2 separate regions of the Mus musculus genome follow, and region 2 is linked to region 1. The links are chromatin contacts, called in public Hi-C maps. All regions are on one chromosome and are shown on one strand. Each heading gives the region's core, a stretch centred on a gene start, on an enhancer-like site or on the middle of the called end of the contact. The rest is flanking DNA. Distances are from core to core; before and after follow the strand shown. Region 1 holds the start of Ppfia2 (protein tyrosine phosphatase, receptor type, f polypeptide (PTPRF), interacting protein (liprin), alpha 2). Region 2 overlaps Ppfia2 (protein tyrosine phosphatase, receptor type, f polypeptide (PTPRF), interacting protein (liprin), alpha 2).

What was found. A called contact is a pair of places that touch in the nucleus more often than the background predicts.
Region 2: a Hi-C map of the N1E-115 cell line shows a contact between it and region 1, with 2.3 times the contacts expected there. The contact joins the enhancer-like site here to the promoter of Ppfia2 in region 1. A contact is called at or near these places in 6 of 39 promoter capture datasets (the 3T3-L1 cell line, 3T3-L1-derived adipocytes, embryonic stem cells and 2 more), 1 of 484 Hi-C or Micro-C datasets (the N1E-115 cell line) and 1 of 9 other capture datasets (liver).

What each region holds. Positions count from the first base shown.
Region 1 is chr10:106,468,946-106,471,764 of GRCm38.p6, reverse strand. Ppfia2 (protein tyrosine phosphatase, receptor type, f polypeptide (PTPRF), interacting protein (liprin), alpha 2) reads right to left here and starts at 1,455. Exons shown (of 32, transcript NM_001205341.1): 1 at 1,174-1,455.
Region 2 is chr10:106,520,954-106,523,772 of GRCm38.p6, reverse strand. The region is part of intron 2 of Ppfia2 (protein tyrosine phosphatase, receptor type, f polypeptide (PTPRF), interacting protein (liprin), alpha 2); the gene reads right to left. Among named protein-coding and RNA genes, the nearest start is that of Ppfia2, 52 kb to the right of the region's middle. Within about 2 kb of position 1,437, at least 1 of the 459 cell types and tissues checked has an H3K27ac peak or open chromatin away from gene starts, as enhancers often do. A contact at or near this core is called in the N1E-115 cell line, where this site is marked.

The sequences.
Region 1 (2,819 bases), core at 206-2,705:
ATAGAACCCTGGCACAGTGCAGGTATGGTTATCCAGTATCTTGTGTATTGCACCCAGATATATCACATTTTGCTTTTATAGCCATTTTTGGAACTAAAATTGCAAACATTACACCATCACTGAGAGACGAGTGAGCTCACAGTTTGCTGAGGTAATTTGCCTTTTCATTATCCCTCTTTTATGTCAATGTGAAATATAATTGCATTAACCTCATCTAGATAGAGATGACTTGACACGTAAACTATTGAAGGTTTCAGGACCCAGTTTCAGACAGTGTAAATTTCATTTTTAAGAGAGAGAAAAATAATAACCCTGATTGGTTTAATTATCTCAGTGCTTAAATTTAGCACGAATAATTTTATATCAAGAAAACCAACTCCCACGCTGTCAGGATATAACCTTGACTGTCTTCTAAACCTCTCAGAATCCAAAATAAAAGTTTTGAATGCCCAGTGGAGTCATTCAGCAAGAATTTTGAGATCCAGTGTGATCCTTGGTAATATGTGTTCTTAGGAGCTATACCTATTCAGACAAGAACATTCCAAAAGACTTTTATTTCTGTAAGTCGATAACTTCATTTAATTATATTTCTAGAAATTATACACTACCACAGGCAAAGAAGCAGTCGTTCTCTGTAACAAGTTTCTTCTTCGGCAAAGGCTTACTTAGTCTTCGGAACCCTCCCAGCTCTGTCTCCGTTAAAGGAGTAATTCAGTAAGAGAAAGCCTAGCCATTGTCTGATTACATTACACGAATATTTCTCCTCCTCTTTAACTCTTTGAAATCCCCTGTCCTCGGGAAATATTCCTACCATGTCTAATGGAAGCATTTTCACTTTCTTTACCTCTGTGCCTGCTCGGATGGTCAAACAGCAAGCGTACCCCACACTGCTGGACAGTTACTGCTCAGCCACACCCCCACCACCCCGAAAGAAGTTGACTTCATAATTTCCACACTAAAATTGTTCATCAGCCCCAGGAGAGAACGAGCTAGGCAGGAGCTAGAAAAATCGGGGATGGAGAAGATGGGTGGAAAGCAAAGGTAACTAATACCCACAAGGAGGACTTTGCCTCTCCTCTTCCCTGGGGGCGGGGTGGGGCTGGGGAGGTGGTCAAGGGGGGAAAAAACCCGAAGCGGAAGAGAAACCATGCAACTCGAATACAGTTTCTGTACCTAATGTCTCTTATTTCAGGTCCTGTTTCTTCAATTGTCAATGACAACCGCAGTCTCGGCTGGAGGAGAGGTGAGGCTCACACCCAGCAGTCCTGGACCATTTCCTTAGCAACGGGAGGAGAAAGACAGCTTAGACACTCGCGAGCCCCAGCGTTCTCTTGGAACGTGCCCTGGCTTCCTAACGTGGCAGCAGTTCGGCATCTTCCCGTGGCTCCGTCAGCAGCCAAAAGGAGAAAGGTCCATCGGAAAAATGGCATATTACAAATTTTGCTTTGGGAAGCAGGGCTCGGTTCAGACCATTGTCAAAGGGAAGAGAGGGGGAGGCGGTTCTTAAAGCAGCCGCGGTCCCTTTGCCGCCCAAGCAGCGGCAGCCGCCGCCGCCGCCGCCACTTTCGCGTGCAGCAGGAGCCCCGGGGCGGAGAGATGGTAATCCGGGACTGGATCTGACTTTCAGAAACTTAACGTAGCATAACTTCTCCCCTTGGCATCCCGGGCCACCCAGAGAGGGTGAAGACGTGTCCCTCCAAACAGGAACTTTGGGGTGAAGTGTGGGAAGTACCTATATGGAAGGGACATTCTCCACCCAATACCCCACCCGGAGCCCCTGTGAAGTTTATGGTAAATGTTGGGAGTTTGATGGTTAAAAGGAAGTGAGTCCCCTGGGGATGCTAGAAGCAGGACAGGTCTTCTCTGGGTGCCCAGCCTACTTCTATTCTAGGGTGTATCCTTTCACTTAAAGGAGGTGCTTCTTTTCTGGGAAGGTAAGCAGAAACACACACACACACACACACACACACACACACACACACACACACACACATGCACACCACCCACCTCCGAAGACACCCCCGCCCCATCATCGCGCGCTGCCTCCGCCCGCTGCAACAATTTTTTTTTCCTTCCAGTCCCTCTGCAATTCATCTGCTTGCATCAGTTGGCCGACAGAACCAACCTGCTGGGAACTGAGTGAGGATGCTACAGCATCTTCTCACTTGCCTAGTGCAAGCCTAGGATACTCCTCCTTCTGTGTCTCCTCCCCTCCTCCTCCTTGGCAATCTCCACCTCCTCTTCCTCTGGAACAAGGGCTTCCCCTGGAAGCTGCCGCAGTGGTTTCCACCGGCGGCCCTTAAATAAATTCTGAAGTCATCACGTCTTTTCTCTCCTCCTCACGCACACGCGCTCGTGGATACATTCCACTCTTCTCCCCAAAAGCTTCTCCGGGGCTGCTGAGGATCACTCTGGTCTCAATGCTCCTGATGAGGGCGAGGACCACGGGTGATCTAAAGTATAAATGGGTTCTCTTTGCCCTGCCTGCGCTTTTCCCACACAATCATCTTTACAGGAAAGCTTGTGTTGGCATGTGCTTTTGAGAACTGGGAACCTTCCTGCTCTGTGGCCTTCTGTGTTTGCTGTGGCTCTCTGCCGCTTTCTTCTCTTGAATCAGAGGCAAGGTAGTCAAGCTCACCGGAACCTGAATCAGTCTAGGGTGTGGCTGGGTCTGTCACTTTGCCTTACCTCTTCAGGTCGCCTCCATTCATTGCCTTAGCGCTGAGGATCTCATGTTAAGTGTTCCCTGTCTGCATGACTGAATTTCAGCTTTCAATAGTCTGGCAGCCCCAAGAACATGTTCTAGTCCCCAGAAACTT
Region 2 (2,819 bases), core at 188-2,687, 52 kb before region 1:
TCTAAAGTGGCTCAGTTCAATTTGAGAGCTACTAGCCACAACGTTTTGACACAAGTTGATTTATATTTTGCATGCATAGGGCTATGCAAAATGTGTAATTAAATTCAGAAAACAGTAAGACAAAAATGTGTAAACACAAAACACACACACACACATAGAGAGAGAGAAAGAGAGAGAGAAGAAAAGAGAGAGATAGAGAGGCTTTGTGTTAGTCAATTTCTGTAGGACCCCCAAGTATTAGAAAATATGTTTTGTCAAAGTTATTGTTTTATTGAATTAATTAAATAGAGAATTTTTGAAAAATTCTGTACTAATCTGGTGAAAATGGTTTTAAATATCTACTATGATTATCTTTACCTTTTTATTCAGAAAGTTATTAAAGTCTAGGGGCTAATAATTTAAAAATAAAATCATATAAAGTGTTCATCATTTATTTGCAAACATTGAACCAGACACTTTCCAGCTCCTTTATCAATTCTTCTAAAATTAACAAAAATTCCAATGAGAATTTACTTGTAAGTCAACACACCACATTTAAAACTCTTGTTATCTTGACAAAAATCACCACTTCTAGGAATATTACAATTAAAATTTGCTTAACAGAGTTAATGAGAAGAGATAGCATTGAACCAATAATGTAGCACAACATTTATTTCTGTTAATTCCCTTAAAATAAAATTGCTTGCTGCTATCTGCTGTGCTTAGTGAATCTCTGCTAATAAAGAGACTCTCGGTGTACAGCCTTCCTCAAGTGCTTGGGCATAACACAGCTGTTAAAATGCATGAGACTATATGGTGGTGGCATTCTTTACCAAATCACAAATCAGGCCTCAAATACTAATAACCGTAACCACTGGGGCCTTAATGGAAGATTTCTGCAAAGAAAGCTTGATGGTTATCAGCGATAATGGGCCTGTGTATCTCTGCTAAATTAAATTCTTGGGGAAGCCAAATTGAGTCTCCTGTTTTTAAAATACCACGTTAACAGTTGTAGAGCTGAAATTTTATTTTTCAAGCAAGGTATTGTTTAAGATAAAATTTATTTTTATCCTTTTACTTTTTGTACTTATAAAATTAAATCCCGCTGAATCTATACACTGTAGCAGGACTAAAATTCCATTTCTTTTTTGTTTCAGGTTCATGACCATCAGGCCTCTCAGATTGCTAAGGTCCTAGAATCCCCACCCCTACCCCTCATTTCACTGATAGCCCAGACTGCATCCATCTCCAGCCTGCATGCTGATCTTAGGCTGAAGTTCTCATCTTTGGTATCTGTGACCTCTCTTGTAGAGGAGTCCAGCAACATGGCTGCTCTGGCAAAGGATCACATCCAAAAACCTTGTAGGTCTATGTGATCTGGCTGGAATACAGAAATGTCCTGGATTGCAGTATACAGAATACAGATACCCCTTTAAGATACACATTTAATTGCTAACCGTGAATGTAAGGTTAATTTGTAGAAGGAAGCAGCCAGATTTGAAAGTGCCATCTAATTGAGGGGCAGACAGTGTTGAATCAGAGAAAGTTTTGACAGAAGGAGTCAAAGGATATGCCCAATTCACATGAAAACAGACAGACAAGAGGGGCTACTTAACAGGAGAGAAAGAGAGAGAGAGAGAGAGAGAGAGAGAGAGAGAGAGAGAGAGAGAGAGAGAGAGAGAGAGAGAGAGAGAGGAGGAAGAAGAAGGAGGAGGACAAGGAGGACGAGGAGGAGGGAAGTGGTGGTGTGGATTGTGTGTGGCAGTTTTACCAGAGCAGTTTTTTAAAAAGTATGTGTCAGAGAGAGAGCAAGCTAGACAAGGGTGAAGACAGAACGAGACAGAGCATGAGAAAGAACAAGATTAGATCACATTGTCAAAGTTAGTATACGGTCAAGTAGAAGTTAAGAGAAGGCAGGTTAAATCAGTCATCTTAAAGAGGAGCTTGGACCAGAACGGCTGAGTTGACCCAGCCAGCCAGAGTTCAGGAAGAACCAGAAAGGGTGTGCTTATTCAGCAGTCAATCTCAGAGGCTGAAACATTCTATGCCTAGGTTAGCAGATGGAGGCTGGAGCTGAAGTCTTCAAAATTCAGGTTTGCAGAAGATTAGATTGTATGGAGGCTAAAACCTTCCCGGAAGCTTAGGGACGCTTAGAACAGAGAAAGGCATGTTTTGTGAGCTGCCTTGGGTTTGGCTCATCTCACCCCTCCATCTGAGGAAATAAAAGTGACGTTTACATCCTCCTTCTAAGCTTTACTTCCCAATCCTCTCACCATAGCTTCTTTTACATCTTTGCTCATTTACATCTTTGTCCAATATTTAATGCAAAAATCCCTTTAAAACTGTTACCATTCCCTCTGACTTAGAATTTAGTGTTGTGTGTACATGTGTGAGTACGTGTGTGTGTGTGTATGTGTGCATGTTGCTTACAATATGTATATTTAGTTTTGGTTGTTGAACTTTTTCCCATGGGTTATATGTTCTAAGAGCAGAAACTTACTTGAGTCAACCATTTATCACTAATCAATCACTGCTGATCAATTGATTGTATACACAAGCATACTCATGCACATTACACACATACACAAAATGCCCATTATTTATAAGTATATTTAACACAACACATGCCCTATTTTTCTTGCTATTTTCAGCAATTTTTCATTCTAATCAAAATCAATTATGAAAGCCTTTAAAATCTATAGGTGCCATGTGGTTGTATTTGGAAAAAAATCAAATTGCCTATAAAAAGAATATTTAAGTTAGTATCATATATTTAACACTAATGAGCAATAGTAAAGTTTCTTTCATTGCACAAAGATATTTCATCACCTTCCTGATAA